Regions from separate parts of the Ovis aries genome. Here region 1 is linked to region 2. A link is a contact called in public Hi-C data. All regions are on one chromosome and are shown on one strand. Each heading gives the region's core, a stretch centred on a gene start, on an enhancer-like site or on the middle of the called end of the contact. The rest is flanking DNA. Distances are from core to core; before and after follow the strand shown. Region 1 overlaps SYN3 (synapsin III). Region 2 overlaps SYN3 (synapsin III).

What was found. A called contact is a pair of places that touch in the nucleus more often than the background predicts.
Region 1: a contact with region 2 is called in a Hi-C map of hypothalamus, with 7 times the contacts expected there. The contact joins two enhancer-like sites. A contact is called at or near these places in 11 of 16 Hi-C or Micro-C datasets (blood, hypothalamus, liver and 6 more).

Annotation. Positions count from the first base shown.
Region 1 is chr3:177,157,951-177,161,700 of ARS-UI_Ramb_v3.0, reverse strand. All of the region lies in intron 2 of SYN3 (synapsin III), which reads left to right. LOC132659468 (a long non-coding RNA gene) reads right to left here. Exons shown (of 2, transcript XR_009599973.1): 1 at 2,418-3,750; 2 at 947-1,649. Among named protein-coding and RNA genes, the nearest start is that of SYN3, 44 kb to the left of the region's middle. Within about 2 kb of position 2,315, at least 7 of the 54 cell types and tissues checked have an H3K27ac peak or open chromatin away from gene starts, as enhancers often do. A contact at or near this core is called in hypothalamus, where this site is marked.
Region 2 is chr3:176,737,471-176,741,157 of ARS-UI_Ramb_v3.0, reverse strand. It overlaps SYN3 (synapsin III), which reads left to right. Exons shown (of 14, transcript XM_042247181.2): 11 at 2,373-2,507; 12 at 3,476-3,563. Among named protein-coding and RNA genes, the nearest start is that of FBXO7, 41 kb to the right of the region's middle. Within about 2 kb of position 2,252, at least 5 of the 54 cell types and tissues checked have an H3K27ac peak or open chromatin away from gene starts, as enhancers often do. A contact at or near this core is called in hypothalamus, where this site is marked.

The sequences.
Region 1 (3,750 bases), core at 1,066-3,565, 420 kb before region 2:
GGGCTTTAACAGGACCAACTCCTTTGCAGGCGTATCTGATGGTGCCCTACCTCCTGCTGACTGTTTCCCAGGGCTTCAGTGTTTGGCATGATGTAGGTGCTAAGAAGTCTAGGTTGAAAATGAGTGAACACACAAATGAAGAAACCAAGAGCTCTTTGGGAATGCGGTCAGGTCCTCCTCCTCGTCATATGGCAAGCACCTGTGCCCTTGCATGACCAGACGTTGTGCTAAATGGTTCTCATAGATTCTCTGATTTAATCCTCTCAACAACTGTATGGAGTACTATTACTGTTCTCCTTGTGTGAAGAAGGGAGCTAAGGCTCCGAGCCCGGGATGAGAGCAGGCACAGTGGCGTGTGCAGCTGGCTCAGGCCGGCCAGCTGACGAGTCTGGCATCCCTGTTCTCCTGTCATCCTAACCTCTCGCACCTGAGCACAGGCCTCGTGTGCTGTGCCTGAGGGCTCCGGAGCAGGGCTCTGGAGCCTCGTGTGAGCGCACACACCCACACACGCGCGTGTCTGACTCATGTGGGCACACACACTCATGTCTAAGGGCAGGACTCCCTGTTACAGCGTGGTGGCCAAGCGCAGTGGCCTCCTCCTCAGAGGAAAGTACCCGCCTCAAGCACCCCCTCCACCAGTGCCTTTGGGCAGCCAGAATGTTGAGGTGCCAGGGGAAGTGGGGTTTCCTGTAGCCATCCAGACACTCGTGAGCTCAGGGAGTCTTGGCAGCCCCTTGAAGCCTTGCTGTGGCCTAATTGGCCCCAGGGAGACCAGGACTTTCTGCTTCCCACTGTGCTGTCTTGTCGGGGGAGGGTTGCAGTGGGTGGGAAGGGGGTATTAAATTCAGAGCTGGCATCACCAGCAGAGGCTTTTGGGTAGAGTTGCTTGTTGCTTTAGCCAGTAAAAATGGCGATGTCCAATTAATAATTAGACAGTGAATCAGTATAAGCATATCCCATGCAATATATAGATTTGTACCACAAAATTATTTGTTGTTTATCTGGAGTTCATAATTAAGTAGATGTCTGTTACTTTATCTTTCCACCCTACTAACGGAGGGTGGCAACAAGAGGCAGTGCCCAGCCCTGCTAACATGGGCCCAGTGAGAAGCTGGCCTTTGTGCGTCCTTGCTTTCTGGTTGGGGAGCCAAACCAGCCCTCCCACCCCTTCCATTGACCTCATTCTCAGGAAGCTGCTTTCCCGGCCTGTGATGAGGACTGAACAGTCGCAGTCACCAGCAGGGCAGGAACAAAATAGAGTGGACAGTCTCGAGGCAGACTGCCTGGACCCCTTCCTCTCTCTCACTCATGAGACCTTGGGGGAGTCTGGCCTCTGGGCCTCACATTCCTCCATTGTAAGGCAGGATCGTGGCACCTCTCACGAAGGGTCAGTAAGAGGTGGAGGGGGCTGGTACTGGGCTTAGCTGTCGTAACGGGCACTGAAATGGTGATGGTGTTAACGGTTGATTGCAGGGACTTCCCTGTGGTCCAGTGGCTAGGACTCCATACTCCCAATGCAGGGGGCGCGGGTTCAGTCCCTGGTCAGGGAACTAGATCCCACATGCCACAGCCAAAGATCCCATATGCTGCGACGAGAACTCCACATGCCACAGTGAAGACGGAAGATCCTGTGTGCTGCAGCTAAGACCCTGCACAGCCAAATAAATAAAATGAAATAAATATTAAACCCCAGCTAATTGTGATACTAACTGCTAGCGAATGCAGTGGCCCTGGCAGCCGGTGGGGAGGAAGCCGCTGGCACGTTTCTCAGCTCAGCTGGACGTGCCTGAGGGCTGCGCTCTAGAAGCCCCGGAGGAGGGCTGTCTGGGCGCTGGTGGGCTGGCACACTGTCTGCTCTGAAGATGGGAAGACGGGGACCGGGCTGGTTCCCCTCCTCCTAGAGTTGGTCGGGGGCTCAAGGCAGGATTTACACCTGTCTGTTGGGGACACTAGGCTCTAGGGAACAAAATCCTTATGTTTCCCCCCACCCACCTCTTCCTCTACCCCTAAGACTCTCCTTGAAATAAGGGTAAGCCCTGCCTGTTCCCTGTGGGGAAATCCAGCAGTGGGGGGCAGGGAGCTAGGAAAGGCCTGGTGAGAGGGGTCTTGCCATCCTCTTACTCCCTTCATTCACGGATTCATACAAGCCACCCCCTGCAACCTGGGGTGGTGCTGGACTTCTGGGCTTGTCCTCCCACTCTGGGCACCCCCTGCCACTCCCCCTCCCTCCGCCCTGGTGCCTGGTGCGGGAGGGGCCTTGGGCATTCCCCAGCAGCCTGGCCTGTCGCCTGGACACCAGCGCCGCTTTCCCAGGCCCGGCCCCTTTTATCAGGGGGACAATGTCCGCACACAGTGAGGGCCTTGTGTGGCACCCAGGCCCCGAGCCCTTTGACTTGAGGAATTTTTCAAGTGCTGACCTCTCTCCGTGAGGTCTTCTCGCCATCCAATCCAGAGGCTCTGTGCCCCGGCCGCTTCCTCCCCTGCTCTTGCACGGCGAGAGGGAGGGAGGGGAAAACAGTGAAGAGTTGTCTCCTGCCCTGGTAGAGTCTTCATCCTGTGAGAGTGTGGCTAGGAAATCTGGGGGAAGTGTCTTAGAGCAGAAGGTAGCACGGGGAGGAGTCTGATGGACGCTGTGTCTTCTCCAGTTCCCCCTTCCCTGCTGATGCTGTGAGATCTGAGGGGAGCCTTCCCCGTTCCCTGCTGATGCTGTGAGATCTCAGGGGGGCCCCTGTCCTCTCCAGGCTTCAGTGCCTTCATCAATCAAACAATGACAATAAACTGAGATCACGGTCCCCAAAGCACTGTTTCCGTCAGAATGACATTCAGATTATCAGGTACTGCTCTTCACCTTCTGTATGGATAGAGTTCTTTGTTTGCAAGAAAAAGAAATGACTTTGGCTGACTTAGGCAAAATGGAGGGTTTATGGAAAATATGCTGGAGGCTCACAGAATGAAGAGAAAACAAGAAGACCCAAGTTTTGGAGAGGTCAGGACCCAGGGCTCTGTCTGGACCTAAGAGGCAGGAACTTGTGAACACTCTCTGGAGAAGTCAGCTCCTATTGTCTTCCAAGCTTTGTGCCTCTCTGCTTAAAAATAAAATTCCTGGGCAAGAACAAACCTGACTGGTTCCATAAGATGTCCTGGGGACACTTGGGGACAGTCCCATCAAGACTGTGTGCAAGAGAGAGGCTTGGTTCAGGAATGCAAGTGCGGATGGGGGTGCTGATAATAGGAGTCAGAATGAGTGTGGGACAGCCACTCTGAGAGGCTCTTCCAGAACTCCTGAGACAGAATATCCAGAGGAGAGCTCAGGAGACATTTTTAAAATGATGAAGAGCCAAGTTTAGAAACCGTCGTGGCTAGAGGACCGGTTTCATGTGGCTCCCAACTGGTAGAACTGAGGCCAGTAAAGCAGACAAAGAGGGAGGTGTGTCAGCTCAGTGTATGTAATGGGAAGAAGACCACGTGGGCTGCCCAGTGAGGGAGTGAGCCCCCGTCACTTGCAGGTTCCAGTACAACTAGGCTGGCAACTTGGGAGGAATAATGCAGAAGAGGCTCAGACTCTGAAGGGGCCAGCCTGCAAGCCCTTAAAAAGAGTCTCAGACCTGAAACTTCTCATTTTCCTCTCTCTGCTTTTATGTCTCAGTCATTTTTCCTGCCATTGCCCTGCCTTTTTCTGGATAATTCCACTGTCCAACTTCTGAGTCTTTCCTCATTCTTCAAAATGTGATTTTCTTGCCTAGGTCCTCC
Region 2 (3,687 bases), core at 1,003-3,502:
AAATGCTTCCCTGGGGAGACCAGAGCGTCCACTTCCTTTAGCTGTGTCCACCGTGGGGACTGCAAAATGCTCTGACCTCAGGTTCATTGTGGTGGCTGTTTTCCACTGTAGGGAACATAGGAAACAGAAACCAGAACAAAAAAGGAGTGGGCAGGCAGGGTCAGGAAGAGAAAAGCCAGAGCTGTGCACACTCAGACGCCACAGTCATAACTCAGCTCAGCCCACGTTGACTGAGAGACTGACTGTCCTTGTGCCGGGCAATGGGATCCAGAAAGCCAAGGACCCAGGCCCAACCCACAGGGAGCTCAATTTGCTAATACAATCTGCGTTCACATCCTTGAGTTTGCTTTTCAGCTGCCCAACCATAATAGGGCTTCCCTGGTGGCTCAGTGGTAAAGAATCCACCTGCAATGCAGGAGACACTGGTATGATCCCTGGATCAGGAAGATCCCCTGCAGAAGGAAATGGCTACTCACTCCAATATTCTTGCTTGGCAAATCCCACGGACAGAGGAGCCCGGCAGGCTACAGTCCATGGGGTTGCAAAGAGTTGGGCACGACTTAGCAACCAAACAGCAACAACTATAGTAGGTGCTTTAGATTAATGGGCTCCTAAAAGTCCCAGATGCAAGGGTCTTTGCAGCTGCCCAACCCCCTCAGGTTATAGTTGAGGAAAACAACAGGCCCACAGATGAGAAGTGAGCTGCCAGGATCATACCATGAGTCCCTAGGAGAACCAGAGCCTGGAAACCAGGTCTCCGGTTCCCAGTTCTTACTCAGAGCTGTTTGGTGATTGTTGAGATGTAGGAGTGCTCACTGTCCTGGAACTTGCTACTTCTCTGACCCTCAGCTTTCCCATCAGGAGAAGAACAATAATGGTACCTATCTCAAAGAGATACTCTGAGATTTATGTGAGATCTCCACCCAGTGCTTCAAACAGCGCCTGGCACCTAGTAAAACCATACAGCACTTACTAGTATCCTTATCGATAAAAGCAGGACTTGTCCTTCCATTCAGCAGGTACTTATCAAGGGCATACCTGTCTGGACACAGGGCCCATCCCCAAGCCAGGGGCTCACAATCTGGTTGGAGAGACACACATAAACAGGAGATGGTGAGACAACCAAAGCAAGGATGGCAGGAGTGCCAAAAAGGCTTCGCAGAGGAAGGACCAGCTAGATATTCCTGACAGATGAGAAGGGCTAGCCAGGTAGAGAGTGGGCAGAGTCAATGACCTGCCCAGGGACCTGGATGGCAGACAGAACCTGGTGAGTCCAGAGCTTGGGAAAAGAGGAAACCAGATGGAGAATTAGATTGCGGTGAGCTGGGGAAACAGGCTGGATTCCTATAGCTGGGGAGGAGACAGAGAGCCCACCAAGGCCCCACCCTCCACCAACCCACCCAAGACCTTCTACCTCTGTCCATGCCTAGGGAACCACCTGGATCATTGGCCTACATGGCTTTGAGCAAGCCCCTTGCCATCTCTGGGCCTTGGTTTCTCCATCTGCCAAAAGAGTGGATGCACAAATGTGATCACTCAGCATGCATGCATGCCAAGTCACTTGTCGTGTCTGACTCTTTGCAACCCCATGGACTGTAACCCACCAGGCTCTTATGTCCATGGAATTCTCCAGGCAAGAATACTGGAGTGGGTTGCCATGCCCTCCTCCAGGAGATCTTCCCCACCCAGGGATCGAACTCGCATCTCTTATATCCCCTGCATTGGCAGACAGGTTCTTTACCAGCAGCACCACCTGGGAAGCCCCTGATCTCTCAGGGCCCCTCGCATTACAAGTGTGCCTCCTTTGAGAAGCAGCCTTCTCCTTGTGGAAGAAATTTCTCTGCAGTTTATTCTGCTAGAATCCCGGAGAACTGGCCTTGCCTCTTCCCTCTTCTCTCTGAACCTTGAGTTGACTCCAACCCATGTCATTTTTTGATCATAACTGAGCCCCTTCCTTCACTGCTTCTGGCTTTGTGGAAAACCTTGACCTTGGGCCAAAGTTCAAGAAACTGGCCCCAATCCTCGGTAGGGGCCAAGGTGGGAAAGGAGGGGGCAGAGACCGGCTCCCCAAAGAAAAGAGCAGAAAAGGTCAGCAAAGGCTCCTCACCCTTGGTCGCATGTCTGAGACCCAGCAAATGCAGACTGAATTGAACTGAGTCCAGGGAGTTGATTTAGACTGAACTGCGGGTAATTGGCTGTCTCCACGGGGGTCATTTCCAGCTGAAGCGCTGGGCCGGGGATTTGCGTGGAGAACACTGCCATCTAGTGTTCACTTCTGTCCTGAGGTCTGAGCCCACCTTCCTGGGATGCACTGCTCAGCTGCCAGGCTCCCCTGGCATGAAGCTCCTTCAGGGCTCCTTTTTCTCCCGCAGGTGATGGACAGCTCAATGCCCCTGATTGGCGAGCACGTGGAAGAGGACAAGCAGCTGATGGCCGACCTTGTCATCTCCAAAATGAGCCAACTCCTGATGCCAGGGGGCATGGTATCCTCGCCCCTGAGGCCTTGGGTAAGAGAGTGTACAGGCATGAGAGATACTTGGCCGTCTGGGAGGGGGTGCCCTGATCCAGAGGAGATGCACCCAGGGAGGAACCGACTTGGGGAGAAAGAACTGGGGTGTGGGTGGGGCTGGGCTTGGGGGAGAGTTTGTACCCCTGCTCCTGACAGGGACATTTGGGAGGCTCTGAGGGGCCCTTCCTCTCTCTGCCACCCTGGAGAGAAAAACATGGTCTCAACTGGGCTTTGAGTGTCCGCAGGCAGACATTATCATCATATGAAGCCAGCTGTCCTGCCTGTGCCCTCCGTCCCGGGCCTGAGTGGTGAGCAGGTGTGTGTGTGTGTGCGCGCGCACGCACACTCATGCCCACATGTACACACACGCCCTTTGTGTGCTCCCCGGGCACTGGCCAACAGGGACTCTTGCGTCTTCCGTTTCCTCATCTTCCAGCCTCTTCACGCTGACACAGAGCGCTTGTCTTCCCTGATCCTCACCATGGGGGTTACCAGATGGTTCTCCAAAGAATTTGCTAGATCTCCAGCTTTCTGGAAAAGCAAGTCTCAAAACCTAATCCCCCTTTCCCCCCTCAAAACAAATCTGTGATAACAGATGTCAGAAAGATGCTTGTTCTCAAGAAGGCCACTGGCTTGGAGAGGGCACGGGGCAGCCTTCTCCCCTGGAAATGTTCTGTCTTGACCTGCTTGGTGATTGCACAGGCGTCTCCACGTGTAGAAACGATTTGTCCTGTGCACATTATGTAAGTTTTACCTCAATAACGATGGAGAAGGAAATAGCAGCCCACTCCAGTATTCCTGCCTGGAGAATCCCATAGACAGAGGAGCCTGGCGGGCTACAGTCCATCACACAAGTGAGCGACTGAGCACCTCAATAACAAACAGATGTTTACAAGTCCTGCCCTCCCACCCAGGAAGTGAACGGCTGTAGTGGCCACAACAGTCTTCTTTTCTCTTCTGCTTTAGGCTTCTCAGACTAAACCAGCAAAATCCCCTGGGCAAGCCCAACTGGGTCCTCCACTTGGACAACCCCAGCCACGGCCACCCACACAAGGTAGGACCCATGACGAGCCACCCACCAAGAGAAGCCATCCAGCAACGTTGCTGAAATGCCCTGAGGGATCCACATGTGACTTTCAAGAAGGCACTCTGAAAAACTCCATGTTAATACTTAATCA